Linked DNA regions of Oryctolagus cuniculus: region 1 is linked to region 2. The links are chromatin contacts, called in public Hi-C maps. All regions are on one chromosome and are shown on one strand. Each heading gives the region's core, a stretch centred on a gene start, on an enhancer-like site or on the middle of the called end of the contact. The rest is flanking DNA. Distances are from core to core; before and after follow the strand shown. Region 1 overlaps ZFP36L1 (ZFP36 ring finger protein like 1). Region 2 has its middle 75 kb from the start of ZFP36L1.

Region 1 (7,000 bases), core at 4,199-6,698, 64 kb before region 2:
TGGCGCGCGCGCACACACAAAGATGAATGTAATTACTCCTTTGGCTGGCCACTACCATTGCTTTCTATTTCTCTTTCTTTGTGTGAATTTATTTAAAAGAAAAAAAAAACTTTTTGTAACGACTATTTGCAGTTTAAAGAAAATCAATAAACCCCGTTTTTCTTTTTTTTCAAGAATTGTTGGTGATGGAGCTGTCTTACTTGGTTTGCGATTTCGCCGTGTATAGGGGGCGGGGTGGGGGGGCCTGCTGGGTCTCGGTTTTCTCACCTCCCAACAGCTTCACCTGTTGCTGTCTCTGTTGGTGCTGGAAGTTTGCCTGGCGGAGTGGGAACGGGGAGGAGGGGCAGCGCCTGCTCCGGCTGCTGCGTGGGCTCAGAGGGGGCTGACCGAGGGGCCAGCCTTGCCCCAGCACCACAGCTTCCAGGGTTGTTTCAGCGGTCAGGAGCTTCCAGGCTATCCTTGTCCAGCCCGGGTTCGCCATTGCTTTGGGTGATCCGTGTGGGGTGTTAAAGTGAGGGGAGCAGAGCCCGTGGCGTACCAGCAAGCCTGCATCGAAGAGGGTTCTTTTATTTGGAAGCCTTAGGCTCATTTCCCTCCCAGGAAGTTAGCTTCAAGTCTCAGCCTCTCCACCCTTACGCGGGGTGGGTGTGAGGAGCATCAGGGGGCTTGGGGGCTTGGTCACAAGGGACCTGGGGGGACTCGGGTTCTGTTAAGGGGATGTGGGTGTAGCAAAGTCACCAATAGTTCATGCCACAAGCACGGATGCCATGGGAAATAGGTTGTCATCTTGAGAAACCTGGAGTCCTTTCAGCTGGAAGCCCCCAGCCAAGGCCAGGTGACCCCACGCGAGGTGGTGGTATTGCACCTGCCAGAGAGGAGCTGCATCGTTCCCGAAAGCCTTGAGTCCTGTCCCTAGGAGGAATAACTTTACAAAGGAGGCGGAGAAACTGCTATTTGGGCGCTCGGTCACTGTTGGTTCCTGGCACTCAGTAATAGGTTTTGGGAGGTGGAAGTCCCACCAGACCCCTCTCAAAGGCAGTTAGCTCTGTGGCAGACACTGGCCAGGCCAAGGCCGTCCAGGGGCCGGGGAGGGACTTGCCCACACCCTCAGCACTGTTGGGGTCTGCTGCGGGGCACGGGAGAGGAAGAAATACAGGGGCTGGGTATAGGAAGGGGAAAAGCAGTGCTTTCTGGGAGCAGAGCGAAGCTCTTGTCCCCTAAGTAGAGTGACGGTGTGTGCGTGTGCGTCTGGGGTGGGTGACGGCGGCCTGTGGTCTTACTCTCTTGACTAAAAGCAAAAACGATGGATCCTTTTCCCCGAGTTTCTCCCAGGCAGGTGTACGTGGGCCTTTGGCAGGGCCGCTGACCGGGTCGGGGGGGCCAAGAGCGCTTCCCCAGAGCCCTGTATTTCCTCCATCAGAGCCAGCCCCTGGGGTTGGGTCACACAGATGAGTCACTGGCTGCAGGAGGCCCCGGCAGGCAGGAAGGGGTGGGTGTAAAGGGAAGAGGGGGCTCCCTGTGACACACTGACGGTCCCCAGGCCTTAGCTTCACCAGGGTGACTCCACGGGGTTTAGACCACCCAGGCCCATGAGCCTGATCTTGTACCATCTACCTCTCTCTCTCTCTTTGTTAAAGCTTTATTTATTTGAAAGGCAAAGTGAGAGAGAGAAGGAGGGAGAGAGGTCTTCCATCTGCTGGTTTACTCCCCAAATGCACGAACGGCTGGAGCTGGGCCGATCCGAAGCCAAGAACCAAGAGCTTCCTCCGGATCCCCCGTGTGGATGCAGAGACCCAAGCACCTGGGCCTTCCTCTGCTGCTCTCCCAGGCGCACAAGCAGGGAGCTGGATCAGAAGTGGAGCAGCCAGGACTGAACTGGTGCCCACACGGGATGCGGGCGCTGCAGACTGGCTTTACCTGCTACGCCACGGCACGGGCACCACCATCTAGCTCTTGGAAGGTGGACGAGATGGTCTGCATCTACTCGGGGCGGCCCGTGGGTTTTCCTAGGCGGTTAGAAGACAACGGGCCTCCACAGCTGCCCAGTGCTCTAGGCTGGCAGCATGGGAGCAATGCGCACCCAGCACTGACAGGCGACACCCCACCCACCCCACCCCCGCCCCGTCTCGTGCTCCCGTGGGAGTCGAAGGGCAGTGGGGCAGAAGGGTCAAGCTTGCTTTGTTGGTCGATTTCATGGGCACAAAGTCCCCTTCCCCAGCCCCTGGCCTGGGCCCTGGGGCGGACTTAGAATGAATGGGTGTGGGAGTCCATTGGATCATGAAGCACCGGTTCCCGAAGGGGCAGAGAGGTCACAGCAGGAGGAAGAAGGGACCTTGGGGCCCTTGGACCAGAGTTCAAATCCCAGCTCCGATGGGTGAATGAGTCAGCCTTGGGCTTTTCAGCCGATCCCAAGGGGTTACTGTGGCGAGCAGATGACCCCGTCGCTGTGTCAGTTCTTCCTAAGTGTTGCGGGTTCTTCTAAGAACCTGTGTCTTCACTCACAGTGACTCAAGGAAGAAGTCCCCCGTTTCATGTATGGAGACACTGGGGGGCCGAGAAGTTCAGACTTGTCACACTGAGAAAGTGTCAGGACTCCTGCCCAGGCAGGCCAGCCCCACGGTGGGCTTCGCCCCTGCAGTGTCTGGGACACAGAGCACACTTGGCACTGTCCCTGGCACACAGTAACTGCACATTGACCAGGTTAGCTGCCGGCTCCCTTGGCCCTTAGTGCAGAACCTGCTGGAGCCCCACAAGCAACCAGTAGGGTTGGATGGCTCAGCACACACCCTCCAGCCAATGTCATGAACTCACGCCCCACGAGGCTCAAGATTGCAGTGTTGGGAGGAGGGGACCCGGGAGGTGGGGCAGGCCACCCCCTTGGACTTTCCCCTTCTCTGCTTGCCGTGAGTTGGCTTCGTTAATGATCCACAGACCAGAGGGTGCCCCAGGGCCGCCTTGGGGAGTTGGCCTTGTGCCCTTCTTCCCCTGGGGCCCCCCACCCCTGCGCTAGCCAACCATTGAGTCATGTCTGGCTAGGTTGGCCGGAGGCTACCTCAGTTCAGAGTAGGAGGCGGGTGGGCAGCCAGCTCTTGCCCACCCCTCCCCCTCTTCTGAAGGCCCTGCCCGCCTCTGCAGCGGCCAGCAGGGAGTCCCAGACCTGGGAAGCAGAACGAAACCTTGCCTCTTCTCCCGGTCAGGTCAGCACGGGGGGACGCACCTCTTGGAGGTGCCTGGTCTAAGGGCTGACCGTGCTTTTTGAAAGAGTTCCAGTGTGGGTTACTGACAAGGAAACCGGTGTCTGGGGAGCTGGGGCAGGGGCTGCCCACGGAGAGCCACTGTTGGTCAGTGGACAGGAATCTCCTCCACGTTCGGGCTATTTGCACTTGTTTCAAAATCCTGGCAGAGCCCAGGTCTCAAGGTACAGGGCTGTGACGACTGTACCTGTGCTACCCGCCGGGGGTACGGTGAAAATAAATATTGGTGACGGCCAATTTGTTCACCCCCGAGCCCAGTCAGGTAACTGCCCCCTGACTCCCGGCTGAACCTCACGGAGAGGGAGCTCCTGACCACGTAGGCAGAGTTCATTTCTGCTGCTCCCCTGCTCTAGGGAGATGGGAGCTCTGTCGCCCATGGTAAGGAGCTGGTTTTGGAGTCTGAGGGATCTGGGTTCAAGTCCTGGCTCAGCCTCTGTGACCTTAAGCTAAAAACCCAGTGGGCAGGAATGGGTGTTTTGGGGGTGCAGTGGTTAAGCCCCTGCCTGGGGCACGTGCAGCCCATTTCTGAGCGCCTGAGTTTGAGTTTCAACTTTGTTTCCAACCCAGCTTCCCGCTAATGCACACCTTGGGAAGCGGCAAGTGATGGCTCATGGACTGGGGGTCCCTGCCACTCACATGGGAGACCCGGATTGGCTTCTGAGCTCCTGGCTTCAAGCTGACTTATCCCGGACTGTTGTGGGCATTTGGAGATTGAACCAACATATGGAAGATTCTACCATTCTCTCTCTTTTTTCCACTCTGCCTTAAATAAATAAATATTACATAGACTCATTTAAATGATAATAAAACTCAGTAAGCAGACCAGAGCCCTGCCATTTGCAAGCTAGAACGCTGATGCTGCTCCTACAATACACCTGGTTTAGAGTCACACCCGGAGTCCCATACAGCAACACCAGAGAGCACATGACCAGATACAACCACTCCGAAGAGCTGCAGGAAGGTAAAGCTGAGTGAGAAGCGGCAGCCCCCAAAGAGCCCATAGCGTAGGAGTTCACACCCACGAAGGCCACAAACGGGCAGACCCCACCTAGGATGACAGAGATTGATGGGAAGACAGAGGGAGCGCATCGAAGTTCACGGAGCTGTGCCTGACGATCTGCACAAGTTTCCTCTGTGCGGTGTACGTCTCAGAACTAAGCACCTACAGATCTGTGTGAGTTTCCAATACTGCATGCAAGAGGCAAACAAAAAGAAGAGAGTATGGCCGGCGCCGCGGCTCAATAGACTAATCCTCCGCCTGCGGCACCGGCACACCGGGTACTAGTCCAGGTCGGGGCGCCGGATTCTGTCCCGGTTGCCCCTCTTCCAGGCCAGCTCTCTGCTGTGGCCAGGGAGTGCAGTGGAGGATGGCCCAAGTGCTTGGGCCCTGCACCCCATGGGAGACCAGGAGAAGCACCTGGTTCCTGGCTTTGGATCAGTGGGGTGTGCCGGCCACAGCGGCCATTGGGGGGTAAACCAACGGTAAAGGAAGACCTTTCTCTCTGTCTCTCTCTCTCTTTCACTGTCCACTCTGCTTGTCAAAAAAAAAAAAAAAAAAAAAAAAAAAGAGAGAGTAGTACCTGGCCTGTTAGACATGTGACAAACCGTGGCTGGTTTTGTGGTAGCGGCAATCACACAGTGTCAGTACCAGTTTGGGCCCCTTTTTGTGGAAGAAGGGAATGGACCTGGAGCAGGTGAGAAACTTGTCTGGGGAGAGGGGCCTTTGACTTAGTGGGTGGTTGCACCGAGTCCCCTAAGCCCTACGGCCACTCCGTGAACAGATGCAGCTTCTCTTCAGAGAAAGCCGCATCCACAGCCAGCCAGGCACAAGCAGGGTGACTCATGAATACACGCAGTCACCCACATTTCTCTTTGTGGGTTCAAAATAAATCTCCCGTAGCAAGTGGGCACCTCCCACACTTTGTCGGAGGCGGAGGGAAGCCAAGCCCCAGATGGCTGGGCTCCCAGGGGCTGGAGACAGGAGACCTGTGGCTGTCAGGCCAGCATCCAGGAGTCACTGTCCTGGGAGTCAGCCATGTGGGCCACTCTCCTGCCGGTCCCAGCCCACCCTCCCTGAGCCCGATGGTAGCTGTGAGGCCACAGAGAGGCCTGGCTGGCAGAGGTGGGCTGTGGGGGTGGCGGCCTGCCTGACCCAGCCTGTTTTCCTGGCCTTCAGGCTCAAGGGTACATGGAAGAGCAGCCCTCCAGCCTCCGATCCTGCAGCAGGGCTCTGGGGACGTGTTCTTGGCTCCTCATGGGAGACACCCAGCACGGTCAGAAGATCTGGCTGTGGCAGGCTCTGGGGACCTCAGTGTTCTGGGGAGGGCACAGCTTGAGGCAGCATTGGGGGGGCGTGTCTGGGGTGCAAGGGAAAGCCTTCTGTTTGTTTTAAATATTTAATATGGGGGGGAGAGAGAGATCCCATCTGCTGATTCACTCCCCAGATGCCCACAACAAGACATTCGGCTAGGCCAGGCCAAAGCCAGGAGCCAAGAACTCTTATCTGCGTCTCCCTTGTGGGCGGTGGGGAGTCAGCTCCTCCAGCCAGCACTGCTGCCTCCCAGGGTCTGCACTGGTGGGAAGCTGGAGCTGGGATCACACCCAGGCACCCCATGTGGGATGCGGGCGCCTTCACCAGCGTCTTACCCAGCAGGCTGAACTCCCGCCCTGTGAGGGCCTTCAGTCTCACAGCCGGGGCACCTCGCCTGCTTAGTCTCATTCCAGCCCCTTCCGGTAGGCCTGGGTTTCTGACCCTGCTCAACCACGGACAAGCTGTGTGACCTTGGGCAAGTTGCTTAGCTTCTCTGAGACTTGTTTTTCTCCTCTAAGCATGGGGCCCAGGAAGCTTACTCATCCTGCCCACACGGCAGGGCTATGGTGAGGATCGGATGAGATGCAGAGGAAGGAGTTTTGGAGTGAGAAGACCCAGGCCAGAGGCCCTGTTGAGAACGTGGGGACCAGCATTCACTCCTCAGAGACACAGAGCCTCTTCTCCAGTGTGTTTCTGTGTCGTAATCCGGTGGTTTGCTGGCCCTGCCTGCTCTCTGGGTTTCCTGTCTCCGAGTCACACGAGTCACACGTGGTGTGTCTGTTGCAGTTCACTTTAAAATTTACATAAGAAGGGGCTGGCTCTGTGGCGCAGTGGGTTAAAGCCCTGGTCTGCAGTGCTGGCATCCCATATGGGCGCCGGTTCTAGTCCTGGCTGCTCAACTTCCGATCCAGCTCTCTGCTATGCCCTGGGAAAGCAGTGGAAGATGGTTCACATCCTTGGGCCCCTGCACCCATGTGGGAGACCTGGAAGAAGCTCCTGGCTCCTGGCTTCAGATCGGCGCAGCTCCGGCCGTTGCGGCATCTGGGGAGTGAACCAGCGGATGGAAGACCTCTCTCTCTGTCTCTACCTCTTCTCTGTAACTCTTTCAAGTAAATAAAATAAATCTTTTTTTAAAAATAAAATTTATGTAAGAAAAAAATAACAGGAGCCAGCAGTGGCTGGAGCCCTCTGTCACTCAATCACATATCAGAGAACCTGCCAATACTTCCATTAGCCCCATTTTATAGACGGGGAAAGTCAGGCTAGGGAGAAGTTACCAGTCCCAGTTGCACAGCTGTACACCCCCAAGCCGGGACCCAGGTCTGTGCAACCCCCACACCCAGGCTCCCAGCCCCCACTTGAGGAGGGAAGCAAACATCGGGTTGCATGGGCTGCTCGGCTAGTCCAGGTCCCTGCTGTCCCCCTCCCCTGGAGC
Region 2 (6,524 bases), core at 2,514-5,013:
GAGAGAGAGAGAATCTTCCTGCTGCTGGTTCACGTCCCAAATGCCTGCAACAGCCAAGACTGGGCCAGGCTGAAGAAGCGGGGAGCCGGGAACGCCGTCCTGGTCTCCTGCGCTGAGTGGCCAAGAAGCCAAGTAACGGTGCCCCCACCCCTGCCTCCCTGGGATCTGATGGGCGGGCAGCTAGAGTCAGCAGCTGGAGCAGGGACTGGAACCCAAGCACCCATGGGCCGTGGGCCGTGGGCATCCTAGCCACCAGGCCTCTCTGTGGAAAAGGAAACAGAACAAAAGGACGAAGCCCTCCAGACTTAATGTCACCTCCGCAGGTCTTCCCTGAGCCAATGGTAACGGACCCACCGGTGCTCAGGACCTAAACTGTGCTGCCCTGGCTCCGGCAGCCCACTCCTGCCTCCTCGGGGTATTCCCGGCATCCTTTGCCCACCAGCCCCCGGGCCCTTGTGGGCATGTGCCCCATCTGCTGCCGGCCTGTCGTCCTGGGGTCAGTTGAGTGAAGGCAACTTCACGGCTCTTCAGTTATCACAGTTATCTCTGGTGTTTGTTAAAGAATCCTGATTCCTGCAATTAATTTTATGACCCAGTCATCATGGCTGCTTTTGCAATCGCCCAAGCCTCTCTCTGCATCCTAACCAGAGGCTAAGCCGGGACTACAGAGAGAGGAGTGGAAAGATCGCCCCCAGCTTCTCTCTGCCTCCTGGCTGGGAGTCCTGTTTAATAATCTCTCCGGTCTCTCGCATGTCACTGTCATTTGCTGTTTCTGGGGCACCTTATCAGGCCATCAGCCCTTCTTAGCGATCTTACTTCCACTGATTCGTGTTGAGCTGGGCCGGCTGTGGCCTCTGTTTGGATGTTCATGACACCTGTGGGTGCATCTGGCAAGCAGCCTTAGCACAGGTTGACTTGTGGGTTTCCTCCGAAAATGTCAGTGTGAAACAGGAAATGTGACTAAGAAAGGCTTCTTCCTCCACGCGGCCGCCCTTCACGAACTGGAAAAAAACACAAAAACCAGCACCTGTTTCCCAAAACAGCGAAACGTGGCCACGGAGGCTCAGGTGCAGAGTGAGCAGTCGCTCGTCAGCTCTGCTCTGTCTGGGCTCCCTGTCCTCACGCCAGCACGGGCAGGCGGCTCAGAGATCTGGGCAACCTTGCGGCTGATCGGGGAGGAGCATGGAGCCAGGAGCTGGAAGAGCTGGCTGGTGGGGCTCATGGGGAGAAGGGCAGAGCCAGGATGGAGTTGGGGGGCGGTCTCCCACTTCCCAAGCCACCTCCTTAAGCTTCCCGGAGGACCCCCACATCTTTCTTCCTGTTGCACACGAGCTGGGCGATGTTGCCATCAGTGGGCGTGCAACAGGATCCCAAGCAAATGCGTGTAGGATTCCTCCCTGGCTTCCTCCCCTTGATAGTTGCTACCCTTCAGATCATCTGGTTTGCAACCTAGTTTTGGTTTCCTGTTTATAAAATAGGAAAATAAGAGTTCTTACCTCATGGGGTTATCATGAGGTTAAAACAAATGGGTGCACATCAAACACTCAGCCCAGCCGTGGCGTGTGACACCTGCTCCCCTCCCGCCCCCGCCCTGTCACCGTCAGCTATTACTATTCTGGTGGGTTGGTTAGCTCTCCCCTTGCTCTATTCAATTCCACAAGACTTTGGCACCGACCAGGGGCTTCTCTGGGGCTGTGAAAGCAGCCACGATGAGGCTTCAGTTTTAACCCTGGCCACTCCTCTCCAGCCAGCAATTTTCTTCCAACCTGAAAGAAATAATAGAGGGTGCAGGGCGGAGTGGACACTGATGGGGTTTAGGGGCGTCTGTTTGCACACCCAGAGGGAGCCCTGTTCGTGGTGGGCCTGTTCTGGGGCCGAGTGCAGCACCCACCCCCGGAAGACGCTGCACGGCTGCCTCTCGGCATCACTGGTACTGAGTGGGAGTGGGTGTGGCAGCCGCTGCAGGTTCAAGGGGGCTGAGTCCCAACCTGACTCCTCCTTCAGCCGCTGCACCTGACTCTCCAGGCCTTTGTCTCTAGGCCGGGAAATTCCTGAGTGCCAGTTGGTGGGGGCTCAACCCCAACCCCAACCCCAAAAGGCACACGGACGTGTCTCTCCTGAGCATGGGGTTGCCCCAGGATGCCTCACAGCCTCCTAAAAATACAGTCTTGCCACACCAGGGCTGGCTGGAGGGTCACGGTGCCGAACTCCTAGGCGGGGGTGAGCCAGAGCTACGGCTGCCCGTGTGAGATTTGCATGGGGCTTTTGTCTATTGCACACGACTGTGCATCGTGTCCCAAGTCAGTCCATGGTAGTTCTCTTTCCCCAGCTGCCACAGCCCTGGCTCAGGCGTCCTCTTTTGGAAACGAGACAGGTGTGCGTAGGTAACAGAGATACCCTTTGCATTATTGTTTGCTGCCCAAGAGTAGTTTCTTTTCTCTATTATTCTTTTATTTTTTATATTTTTTATTTTTCTTTAATTTATTTGACAGATAGAGTTATATTCAGTGAGAGAGAGAGACAGAGAGAAAGGTCTTCCTTCCATTGGTTCATCCCCTAAATGGCCGCTACGGCTAGAACTACACCTATCCAAAGCCAGGAGCCAGGTGCTTCTTCCTGGTCTCCCATGCGGGTGCAGGACCCAAGCACTTGGGCCATCCTCCACTGCCCTCCTGGGCCACAGCAGAGAGCTGGACTGGAAGAGGGACAACCGGGACTAGAACCCGGCGCCCATATGGGATGCTGGCGCTGCAGGGGGAGGATTAGTCAAGTGAGCCACGGTGCCGGCCCCTCTCTATTATTCTTGATGAACTTGATATAGGCAGACAGAGAGGATCAAATTGGTTAGATTTGTAAGCTGGAGAGCACGCCCCCTGAGTGATCCCATGCTCCTACCTGATCTCACCTGGACGCCCACCTGCCAATCAGACTAGGTAACGACCACGTTGTCTGGTCTATGTGAGCCGGCATGCAGAATTCTTCTCTGCGTAAAAGGCAAGAACCCACGAAGATTATTAATATTAAAATTTATTAATAACCTGGGCGATATAAAAATCACGGGCAGTCCTTACTTGAATGCGCTGGACATTGGGAAGGGGCGAATGCTGTTCTTACAAGGGATCCAGATAATCCCTAGGTTCTTTAAGGATCCCTACCTGGAATCCACTTGGTCTTAAAAGAGCAGTGGCCCAGACTTTCATGCCAATTTGCATGATTTGCAATGTAATGAAATTCCCAAGTAGAAAGAACTGTTTGATAAGTGGGATTGCAAAGTGTTCCTCATGTATTAACTCAGTACGTGCAAACGTAGCGTCTTCATGTTCCTGTTTCTTGCCTCTGCAGGACTGGGAAGAAACGGTAGGGGGAGAAAAGCAGGAGCCGCTCTGTGGGGCTTGCGCGGTGGAGGAGCAGCTCCCAGCATCTCATTTCCGGAGACCTTCTGGGCCCCAGAAAATGGCTCTCAGCTGTCCCTGCAGTGCTGCCCCCGCCCCCCACCCCCGCCAGCCCCTACGGGCACCGCGAGCACCCCCAGGCTCCCAGCCTCCTGGGTGTGGGTTGGGGTGAGGAAGCCTGTGCGGCCAGGGCTGGGAGCCTCCCACCGCGGTGGAGCTGAGCCGACCACACCGCCTGTCTCTCCCAATTAGCTCCCCAAAGGGAACAAAGCCTCATTTCTTTTCCTCTCTTCGTTCCCAGGCACTGGCTGGGGAGAAACAATCCCTGGCAGCTCAGGGGTTAAAACCAAAACACAGTGAGGGGGAAACCAGCCAGGCAGCTGCAGCGGCTCCTCTGAGCCACTCCTGGCCAAACAGAGGCCCCAGCAACTCCTTGGAGACTTGAACCCTGGGCGATGGAATTTCCCCTTGCATGGAAGCTATTGTCCCCTAGCAAGGGCCAGGGCCAGCGGAGGGCCCCAGGACGGCTCCCCAGGCGCTGCAGCCGGGGGACTCCTGAGAGCCCCAGGGCTCTGTCCCACCCAGCTGGGCCTGGGTGAAAAGGCAGTGGGGGTGCACCCAGCCTCCCGCCCTGGGAAAAAGGGGGGCTCCCATGGGGGCTTCCAAAGGCCTGGGCACCAGTTGCCCCACTCCTCAGCCCTGGCCAGCCAGCCAGCCACTGGGATGGAATAAAAGGCTCGGTTCCCTTGGCAACCGCGGGGTCTAGAGTTTTCAGAGTACAAGCTGGGCTTGGGGGAGGAAGAGAGGTGGGGGTGGGGGCGGGGAGGGGGAGGCCCCGCCTGATTGCCAGTGCTGTTTGAGTTTGCATCTCAAGGGGAGTCCTTGCAGGCTGTGGCCTGGGAAACGCAGGCTCCCCTGAGTTTGTGTGTGTGGGGGCGGGGTGGGGGCACCCCTCACTGCTCCTCAGTCCCTGGTGGGAACACGACTTTGCAGGCGCCCGCATTCGCCTCGTGGACGGCCCAGGAGCGCTCCGCCGAGCCTGTCTTCAGAGGCAGCCGGGGCCGGCCCTGCTTTATAACTGGACACCCTGCAAGTGTTGACGGATGCTCCAGCCCGCAGAGAGCTAGCCATGAGGCGGAGATTAGAATAGCAGGCGCCTGTCTCCCGGGCCTCATCTCGCTGGAAGAGACAAAGCTATTTTTAATATCGAGCAGGAGAGCTGCTGAAGCCGTGTCGTAGAGCAGAGCCTGGCCCCACGGTGTCTCCAGCACTACCTGCCGGGAGAGGGGCTTAGGGACAGGCTGGGCCTCAGTGGCCCCGGGTGATAAGAGACAGAGGACTTTGTCCCTTTGTGGTGAGGGGGCCTAGCATGTTGTCATGAGCACCCAGACTCTGGGGTCACGCCTCTGGGATTGTGCGCTGGGAGGGCTCCCAACCCGACCCTCACACAAGTGCCTCCTTTCTTTTCTTTTTCTTTTTTTTTTTCTTTTTTTTTTTGGACAGGCAGAGTGGACAGTGAGAGAGAGAGTGACAGAGAGAAAGGTCTTCCTTTTGCCGTTGGTTCACCCTCCAATGGCCGCCGCGGCCAGCGCACCACGCTGATCCGAAGCCAGGAGCCAGGTGCTTCTCCTGGTCTCCCGTGTGGGTGCAGGGCCCAAGCACTTGGGCCATCCTCCACTGCACTCCCTGGCCACAGCAGAGAGCTGGCCTGGAAGAGGGGCAACCGGGACAGAATCCGGCACCCCGACCGGGACTAGAACCTGGTGTGCCAGTGCCGCAAGGCGGAGGATTAACCTAGTGAGCCGCGGCGCCGGCCACAAGTGCCTTTCATGGTCTTCATTTATTCCCCTTCCTCCATGAGTTCACAAGGCTCAGACAGGTTCTTTTTCTTTTTTTAAAATAAACAACCTAATTTTTTAAAAAATTATTTATTTATTTGAGAGGTAGCGTTACAGCAGTGAGAGGGAGAGACAGAGAAAGGTCTTCCTTCTGTTGGTTCACTCCCCAGATGGCCGCAACGGCCAGAGCTGCGCCAATCCGAAGCCAGGAGCCAGGAGCCAGGAGCTTCTTCCAGGTCTCCCATGTGGGTGCAGGGCCCAAGCACTTGGGCCATCTTCCATTGCTTTCTCAGGCCACAGCAGAGAGCTGGATTGGAAGAGGAGCAGCCGGGACTAGAACTGGTGCCCATATGGGATGCCGGCACTGCAGGTGGAGGGGTAACCTACTGCGCCATGGCACAGGGCCCCATCAGACAGATTCTTGAATAAAATTATTTATTCAAGAGGGAGAAAGACAGACAGAGACAGTTACCATGCACTGGTTCACTCCCCAAATGCCCACTGTGGCTGGGGCTGGGCTGGGCTGAAGCTGGGAACTGGGAACCTGGTCCAGGTCTCCGTGCGGGTGGCTGGCAGGCATCCAGGGACTTGAACCATCACTGCTGGCTCCCAGCCTTGTCAGGGAGCTGGAGCCTGGAGCTGGAGCTGGGACTCAAAGCCAGGCACTCTGATGTGGGGCGGGAGAGTGCCACCCTCGCTGAGCTAAACGCCCACCCCCCACAAGGGAAGCAGAGTAGGTTGCTATGGAGGCTTAGGAAGAGTGGTGAACGGCGTCTATCAATGCCCTATTTGGGAATCTTAAGATGAAAACCAAAGCAAACCCCTCTGTGGTGTGGGCTCTACTCCTGGGGCTCCCGGCTGCTTTGAGGGTGCGGGGGTGGGGAGAGGCTGTTGGGGGAGGGTCTGCATGTTTCCCTGAGAGGGTGGCTGCCTCCCTCACGTGCACACTTCCTCCAAGGCGAGGCTCCTGTGGGTGGGGCTCCTGGGAAAGACACAGTCTAAGGAAACCTGAGCCGAGCAAGCACCTGGGTGGTAGGTCGCTGGGCGCAGGTCCCTGGGCGCAGGTCCCTGATAAAGCGAACCTCTTGAGGTGATCCCGGGGCTGCTTTGCACACATGACCTTTGGCCCAACAGACAGCCACCTGCTTTAATCATCATAATCAAATAATAATAATAAAAGGATCAAGGGATCACTTATCACCTAATTTACTTACAAGTCAGGGCAACGGCAGAACAACAACCCAGGTGGAAAATAACAGGGGTCTTCAAAAAGGTCCGCACAAAATGCTTGTTG

Evidence for each region. Hi-C and Micro-C count contacts between places; a contact is called where the count stands out from the background.
Region 1: a contact with region 2 is called in a Hi-C map of an unstated tissue, with 3 times the contacts expected there. The contact joins two enhancer-like sites. A contact is called at or near these places in 3 of 6 Hi-C or Micro-C datasets (psoas muscle, skin fibroblasts and an unstated tissue).

Annotation. Positions count from the first base shown.
Region 1 is chr20:14,678,704-14,685,703 of mOryCun1.1, reverse strand. It overlaps ZFP36L1 (ZFP36 ring finger protein like 1), which reads left to right. Exons shown (of 2, transcript XM_002719544.5): 2 at 1-176. Among named protein-coding and RNA genes, the nearest start is that of ZFP36L1, 8.6 kb to the left of the region's middle. Within about 2 kb of position 5,448, at least 1 of the 8 cell types and tissues checked has an H3K27ac peak or open chromatin away from gene starts, as enhancers often do.
Region 2 is chr20:14,612,995-14,619,518 of mOryCun1.1, reverse strand. No RefSeq gene overlaps it. Among named protein-coding and RNA genes, the nearest start is that of ZFP36L1, 75 kb to the left of the region's middle. Within about 2 kb of position 3,763, at least 7 of the 8 cell types and tissues checked have an H3K27ac peak or open chromatin away from gene starts, as enhancers often do.